Regions from separate parts of the Ovis aries genome. Here region 1 is linked to region 2. A link is a contact called in public Hi-C data. All regions are on one chromosome and are shown on one strand. Each heading gives the region's core, a stretch centred on a gene start, on an enhancer-like site or on the middle of the called end of the contact. The rest is flanking DNA. Distances are from core to core; before and after follow the strand shown.

Region 1 (4,057 bases), core at 260-2,759, 130 kb before region 2:
AAGCCTGGCCCGCTCAGGGCAACTCAAATAGGTACACAGATCAGTTTGGCTCAGCTGGTAGAGGAGAACAAGGCTTAGAGATTAGCCAAGACATTATTTTGCTGACAAAGCATAGTCAAAGCTATGGTTTTTCTAGTAGTCATGTACAGATGTGAGAGTTGGACTATAAAGAAGGCTGAGCACCGAAGAATTGATGCTTTTGAATTATGGTGCTGGAGAAGACGAGAGTCACATGGACTGCAAGGAGATCAAACCAGTCAATCCCAAAGGAAGTTAGTCCTGAATATTCATTGGAAGGACTGATGCTCAAACTCCAATACTTTGGCCGCCTGATGTGAACAGCTGACTCATTGGAAAAGACCCTGACACTGGGAAAGATTGAGGGCAGGAGGAGAAGGGGGCGACAGAGGATGAGATGGTTGGATGGCATCACTGACTCAATGGACGTGAGTTTGAGCAAACTCCAGAGGATAGCGAAAGACAAGAAAGCCTGGCATGCTATAGTCCACAGGGTCGCAAAGAGTTGGACACAACTTAGCGACTGAACAACATGACGAGAGGTCAGAAGCTTATCCTGAAGGCAGCTGGGAGCCACTGAAGGTTCTGGAATAAAAGAATGGGTATGGCCAGAGCTGTGCGTCATAAAGATTATACTGACAGCATCTGCAGGATAAATGGGAAGAGCTGGACAGAAGAGACAAAGCAGGTCTGGGGGGAAGCAACAGCATGGAGGACAGGGCAGCGAGGGAGGGAGCAGTCGGGGTGGCCGTGGTCTGAGCCTAGGGCGCAGGTGCAGCATTCGTGGGGACAGAGAGCAGGGAAGGGTCTAGTGTAGGCTGTATGCAGTGAAAGGTATTTGTGCAGGAACTTCTTGGCGAGACTTCTGAAGGCGACCCGGTGAATGAGTGTGGGGCTCAAGGGAAAGGACATGGGCTAGTTTAACATGCATAGACTGAGTGCCCAAGACCAGTGAGAAGCGGAAGTGGCCTGTCCTGAGACTGGCCCCCGCCCGCAGACTGGAATCAGGATTGAGTGGGGTATTTCTGCAACCTCCCGGGTCCAGCCCTACTCCCAGTCTCTGGCTTCCTCCCACCCCACCCCCATTGCTGTCTGCCTTTTCCCCAGGTCTCACAGCTGCTGACTGTCACATCCTGACCAAGCCATGTGTCAACAGGGTTGCTTTATGCTATTCAATACAATTTGACAAAAATAGAAAAGGTTTCACATTCCTCAGACCACCCAGGGAGCCAGGCTGCCTGACTTGGTCCCATTTTGCAAGAGGAAAAACAAAAAAAATTAAAGCCCAGATAAGTGAGAGGACTTCATATTTTGCACAAAGTTGAGAAAGGTTTGTATTCTCCACCTCCTGCCGCACCTCTCTGCCCTTCCAGGGAGCGAATGGCATCAATAGTCGAGTCATGAGCGTCAGTTTCAGTCCCATCCCTCCCGCCTCTCCCCCTTCCCGTACACCCAGCAGCTGAGCTGAGGGAGTCCTTTAGCCAAGCCGGGTGCATCCTGCGCTCCCCCCACTACCACCTCCCAGCTGTCCACAGTGGGGAAGCCCTGAGCAGCCACTTCCTTCCGAGACAGTTCCGGTCCAAACCTGGCGGCCTCAAAGCCTTTCCGCCTGCTGAGTCAGCAGCCTTCAAGGTCCATTCATAAAGGCACCCTTGGCAGGCACCACATCATGCCTACAAGGGCCACCACAGACCAAAGGGAAATGCTGGCAGGCAGTGGCCGGCCATGCCTGCCCGTCTGCTGAAGGAATCACGGAGACTAAGGATTAAGGAGCTCTCCTTTACCCCAAGACAGAACCAAGGCCTGTCCTTCCTGGATCTCCCTCACTCTTCCCACCGCTGCCCATGCCTACCATCTCCCATCCTGACCTTGGCAGCCAGCACTCCTGGGATCCTCCCATGACTCTCCACTCTGCCCCTGCCCACCCCACACTCTGCGTCTCTCCTCTTAGGACCTGATGCAGGAATCTGCTCACATCTTTCTTCTACAAGGCCCTCACAGCGTTCCCCATTTACCACCGGAATAAACGCACACCACTCTGCCTGGCTTTCAAGCCTTTTCTGATGACTATTTCCTCCATTCATCAAGCTAATTCCTGCTGCTGCTGCTGGGTTTACTTGCCAGGGTTGCTTGGACTGGCTGCCACCTCCCTGAATGTGGGGCGGTCTCCCGATCTAATCAGGTTCCCCAAGGGCCGAGCTGTCCTTTCCTCCTGAGGGAAGGTGAGGATTCTGGGGGGTCTCTCAGTCATGTCCGACTCTTTGTGACTCCATGGACTACAGCACACCAGGCTTCCCTGTCACATCGAGTCAGTGATGCCATCCAACCATCTCATCCTCTGTCCTCCCCTTCTCCTGCCTTCAGTCTTTCCAGATTTGTTCCCTTCAACTCCTTTCCTAGACTCTGGACTCAGGGAAGTTCCTGTCTCAGGCGTTCCCTGGGGAGAAGCCTTGAGAGCCCAGAACCGAGGACAGGGAGATTGAGAGCCCAGAACCGAGGACGGGAGAGGCTCCCTCCCCGAAAGCTGGGCTCCTAGAGCTGAGGGCAGGAGAGGGGAACACATCTCAGAGAGGGATTGCTAGGCAACAGAAGCATGACCTGTGACCACTGGGACAGACTGGCTGCCCAGCACACAGAGCGTCATGGAGACGCACAGGCCTCCGGCTGCATTCACACTGCCCTGCCCACCTTTTCTACAAAGGGGAATTCTCACCCCCAGGCAGGATGGCCCTGGAGTCAGCATGTGCCACCCCTCCCGCTGAGTCACCAGCCGGTCTTCCCTCCTCCACTTCCTCCATCCTCATCTAGCCCCGTCCCAGCCAAATGTGGGAATTCCAAGGGGCCCTGGCAGGAAAGAGCACAGGCTGCCTTGGCTTTCAGAGAGAAGCAGGAGGGAGGGGCCGGGGCCACCCGAGGCCTGAGGTACAGTAAGTGCATCCAACCCCAGAAGAGGTGGAGCCACAAGAAACCTCCCCAGAGATGACCTCCATAAAGCCAAAACCAAAAATCAAGGGCTGAGGTGGACCCTATACCATGATGCCCTGGATCTGGGGATGTCTGAGGAGAATGCCTTGCCCCTACCATGACCACCAGCAGCACCCCATTTTCTCTTAACCTTCCTGCCTTTCCCCAATCCCTGCAGGGGCTGCTTGGACAACACGTCCCCCAGAAGGCAAGAAGGATCAAGTCACAGAACTAGTGTCAATCTTTGCTAACCAGCACTGGATAGAAGCATAGCTTTTGAAAACAGCAGTTAAGTCCCTGGATCCAGCTCTGCCTGAAGCAAGCTGTATACCTAGATTGCCCAGATACTTATGCCAATCTTTTTTTTTTTTTCCCTCAAGCTAGTTTGAGCTAAATTTCTCTTACCTGCAACTGAAGGTTGTTCTTGTCATTGTTTAGTCACTAAGCCGTGTCCAACTCTTTATGACCCTACATACTATAGCCGGCCAGGCTCCTCTGTCCATGGGATTCTCCAGTCAAGAATACTAGAGTGGGTGGCCATTTCCTTCTCCAGGGGATCTTCCCAACCCAGGGATCGAATGCATATCTTCTGTGTGGCAGGCAGATCCTTTACCACTGAGCCACCTGGGACCCACCTTGAATATATATTCCTGTATTTAGTTATTCACTGAACTATTCACTGAGTGCCTGGTAGGCAGGCACTGGGGACAGAGAGAGGACTAAGCTGTGTCTGTCCTCAAGGAACCTGAGTTAAATGCATAGAAATTACTGCAGTTCAGTACAGAGTACTATTTAAGTTAATTGAGAGCTATTTGGAGGCACATGATAACCCTAAGGGTGAGTCCTGACAAGTGATGAGCAGCTTCACAGGTAATTCAGTTCAGTTGCTCAGTCATGTCCGATTCTTTGAGACTCCGTGGACTGCAGCACACCAGGCCTCCCTGTGTATCACCAACTCCCAGACTTTACTCAAACTCATGTCCATTGAGTCAGTGATGTCATCCAACCATCTCATCATCCCCTACTCCTCCCGCCTTCAATCTTTCCCAGCATCAGGGGCCAAAGTCCTGGAGTT
Region 2 (4,232 bases), core at 37-2,536:
CTGTCTTTTGGCCTGAGGGTTTGGGGGTATGTTGATACTTGTCGGTTACTATGACTTCTTTTTTTTCCCCCCTCAATTGCATCAAACCCTTAAAACATGGTGGTAAGTGAGTGATATGCATGCTTTTGGAGTTTGTTTAATCTCCGCTTCAGTCTATACGATGCACAGTTCATAATGTTAACACTTTTCTTCAAGTTTACTTCATTCACTTTCACAACTAATTTGGATTTCAGTTTGCTGTTTAATCCTCATTTACTTTAATTTTCGTACCTTTTTTCTGTAGTTCTGTTCTTTCCCTCTCTGCCGATTTCCCTGTTAGAGGTCAACTTGTTATTTTGTTTGACCTGTAAAGAGAGAGTGGTACTGCAGATAGTGGTTCAGTTTAGGGAAATGGGAGACTTGAGGCTCTTCGTTCCTTGTAAATGTGAAAGTGAGTTTGGGGAGAGAGACGAAGGGGCTGTGAGATGTAGACACTGTTGGGAACAGCAGCTGCTCCCATTTGCAGGCATGGTGGCAGCTACACCAGAGCCACTCTTGGTAAAACCCTTTCATGCAGCCCTTTTGCACATTAATCGGCTTGTTGGGCTGGGAAATGACGTTATTAGTCAGGCACAAGGGTGTACATACATCCACATTACTGAAGAAAGAAAAGCTCATGGTGTGAAGTGCTTGGGTTGGTGCTGACATTGTCACGCTTTGAAAAGATGAGCTTGGCGGGATCGCGATTCCCTCTCCCCTGCTTTTTTTTTCTCTTAAAATTGGGAGTAGATTGGTGATATTCTTGAATCAGCTATCTTGCTTTAGAATTTTGTGTTTTCGGGTACACAGCCAGAGCACTGAAAATACTCTACGTCTGCTCCCGTCAGTCCTGCAGTGCTTAGTTCCTAGCATGTAGCTGAGCTGGTGTGGCCGGGGCGCTGAGAGCGTTGGTTGATTGTGCTGAGGGAGGATCCAGGCCAGGCTCGTGTGTCTCAGTGCCCGATGCATCTCTGTACAATTCCACCGTATAACAGCGCACAGCTGTCTTGGGTGTCTAAGTCTTAGTGCGTTCTCTGTACTGTTCAATAGTGTGCTGTTTTAGTAGTAGAATCCTGTGGACACTGGTGTGTCACTAGCCTATTGTTTTGGCTGATAAGTCATTGGTTTGTGGTTAGTTTTGTTTCTGTTTTTGTTATTTTTTGTTTGTTTTTTTTTTTTTTTTTGAAATCTTTTTTGCTCCAGTCACTGTGTGTGCTGGCGGTGGCTTTGCCTCTCCGTTGCCTCGAAGGAACAGGTGGAGCAATGTCTCCCTCTGACAGACATTACTCCTGACGTGTGCTCCTGCAGATGCCTACACTGAGACTGTAATCTCCATAACTGCTTCATGTGCACCAAGCCCCCTTGTGGAATCCTGCTGAGAGTTTTTCTAGAAGCCTTCAGTTCTGAATCATTTAGTCTACCTGACTTTTGTAAAATAAAAAGAAACTAAGAGCACTTAACTTGTTCCCCCACCTTTATGGGCCTTTAAAAAAATCTTGTGTGTCTGTGTACATACACACACACACACACACACACACACACACACACATATACACACACACATATAACCCTGATTAAAGGGAACCAAGTTGCCCTTAGTTGAAACAGGGAAGAAAAACTTGGTAAATCAGAATCAGAAAATACCAATTTAAGAAGGCACCTAAACTCCAGATAATATAAGTGTTTTGATTAAAAAAAAAAAAAAAAGATAACTCATGGCTCATCTGGGTTCAGGTTCTGGTTTTGGCCAGGGCGCAAGAATGAGCCTGTTTTTCTGTCTGAAGTCTTCTCTAGAGGGATGTCAGCACTACTCAGCTTTCTCTGGTTGGTTACAGAGCATCTTCTGGTCTGCATATGCTTGCTGCTGGCACAGCCCAGCCTGACTGACCCACTATTAGATTGAACTGTTGTGGCTTCCTCTATCTTATTCTCCAGACTCCAGACACTCGTAAAGATTACAGAACAGCAAGAACAGTGTCCTGTGGGGAAGAGAGGATGTGTGGCTAAACGTATGGCACATACACATCCATATCCATCTTACTTTGCAGGATTGAGTCAAAACTATGCATGCATTCACCACAAGAAAACAAACAGCAGGATTTTACAACTGAAATGTTGGTTTGTCTTCTCATCTATATAAGAGTGAACCACTGGAACTTGGGGACAAGATGAGTATAATAATATTGCAGCCTATCTGTCCGCTACAGTTGCAGTTTTTCATGACAAGCATTCAAAGTGTTAACTAAAACCATTGAAACAACATACCTGCCATTAAAAACCTGAATCTAGAAATAATAACTCCATGAGTGTTTTGCACCTCCAGATGGAATGGCCTTGAATAAATGCTATGAATAGCCATGTTTGCCACTTGCCGTTTGCTGTTCTATTAACCCTGATGTAGAGTCTCACAGTTTTCTCCCTTCTTCTCCTCTCTCTCAATGGATTATTAAAACCTGGATACCTGTGTAGATGATGAACCAGCTGGGCCAATGTAAGTACTTTATTGGACTTTGGTTCAGTAGTTACTGGTTGGGTTATTTTATATTTACAGTTTAATTAAAGGGCATAGCTAAGATTGTAGGGGAAGACAGTGAATGGAAAGCAGTGTTGCCGTGTAGACTTCTTAGCTGGACATGGAGCTGACTGATAGCCCTTTGACTCCCAGGACAGGCTGTACAGTTTTGTTCTTAGTAGCAATCTAAAGTGGAATACCATGCAAAAAAAATGTTTAAAATTTTGCACACCCCATATGTTTAAATTGATACTGTGGGGGAAATGACGATTATATATGAGGCTTTAGGTTTTGTTCAAGCTAGACTATAGCATGGATAAACTGCCTGGCTCCATTAAATTGTGGGTATTCAAGAGAGACAGAACTACAAATTTTGAATCAGTCCAAGATTTGCAGTCTTTCTTAGAGCTGGGGACTAAGAAGTCAGAGGCAGAAGTGTGCCCAAATTAGTTAAGTGCCAGAGAGCACAGCGCTGCCTGTATATAATTAAGAAGAGACGAGACAGTGGTGGTAAGTAGAGAAAAAACTAATCACTCACTTTTGTCGTAATTATAGTTTATAAATCAAAGCCCACGTTACCTGGGTATTATCTGCCTTGGGAGTCAAAAGGATTGATTAAGGTTGTAGGTACTTTACACAGGGTGTATTAATTGTGTATTAATATCGTGCAGTAAAATTTCTTACTATACCAGGGATGGCAGTAAGTGAAAGAGTCCCTGTATTTCCATGTGTTATACTTTGAAAAGTTGCTACTGACCTTGAGTTTAACTCTTGTAATGCAATTTTTCCTCCAAAGGAAAACCAACTCTACCAACAATCACAAAGATAAAAACTTGCGCCAGAGAAACACAAATTAAATACTACTTATAATGTAAGTATGGACTTCTAACTTTAGAAGTTTTAAGTTATATTCAAATGAATGTGCCTCTTTTGACTTTACCACAAAGTCTTCAATAGCTGATGTTATGTTGCAAGATCTTTCAGTTGATTTCAGAGCTTCCAATACTGATGGAACAAGTTGTCTGTCCAGTGAAACAACTGGAAAGGAACATTTTCAGCTGAGTTGTAAAAAACATAGATGCTTTTCAGAGTGTGTATGATTTTTCAAAGCATCACCTTACCACTTTACTTCTTTAAAAAGAGGTAAAAGTTAAATTGTCACCTTCTTAGGTGGATTATTCCTGAGGCCAGTTGGTCCCACTTTGCTTCTGGGGGCAAGGCAGAAATGGTGGCCAGGCACAGCTGGGCCGAGTGCCTACTGCTTAGGCACATGGAGATCAGAATTTCACACCACATCCCTGAGCATGCTGTTTGAACCAAAGCTTTATGTGGTGCTTGGTGTACTATTAAGTAATAGTGCATGTTCCCTTCTAATTTCTACTTTCTTCACAGATCTTTAGGTTCCTGAAACTGGTGGCAACATGACCTGCTAAATTTTCTGCTTGGACCTCTTCGGTTCTTTCCCCTTTCAAGTGAGCAGCACCACGATGACTGTCTAAAGCATGCCTTATTTAGCCTCTCCTGTAAGGGTGATCTAGCCAGGTACATTTTAAACAATGCTTCAGTGTAGAAGGTGTAAACTATTTTGGGCTTGATGTGCTGTGAATGTTGCTTTTATTTTATTTTTTTTGTTAAAATATTTAAATAGAAGTGAAAAGGTGACCGCTGAGGGTCAGATCATGCATGCGCCATTTTTTACTTA

Evidence for each region. A called contact is a pair of places that touch in the nucleus more often than the background predicts.
Region 1: a contact with region 2 is called in a Hi-C map of hypothalamus, with 6 times the contacts expected there. The contact joins two enhancer-like sites. A contact is called at or near these places in 9 of 16 Hi-C or Micro-C datasets (blood, hypothalamus, liver and 5 more).

The regions. Positions count from the first base shown.
Region 1 is chr7:20,322,948-20,327,004 of ARS-UI_Ramb_v3.0, reverse strand. The region is part of intron 1 of CD276 (CD276 molecule); the gene reads right to left. Among named protein-coding and RNA genes, the nearest start is that of INSYN1, 54 kb to the left of the region's middle. Within about 2 kb of position 1,509, at least 7 of the 54 cell types and tissues checked have an H3K27ac peak or open chromatin away from gene starts, as enhancers often do. A contact at or near this core is called in hypothalamus, where this site is marked.
Region 2 is chr7:20,192,780-20,197,011 of ARS-UI_Ramb_v3.0, reverse strand. It overlaps NPTN (neuroplastin), which reads left to right. Exons shown (of 8, transcript XM_042252141.2): 6 at 2,488-2,509; 7 at 3,327-3,401; 8 at 3,923-4,232. The coding sequence ends at 3,387. Among named protein-coding and RNA genes, the nearest start is that of NPTN, 63 kb to the left of the region's middle. Within about 2 kb of position 1,286, at least 6 of the 54 cell types and tissues checked have an H3K27ac peak or open chromatin away from gene starts, as enhancers often do. A contact at or near this core is called in hypothalamus, where this site is marked.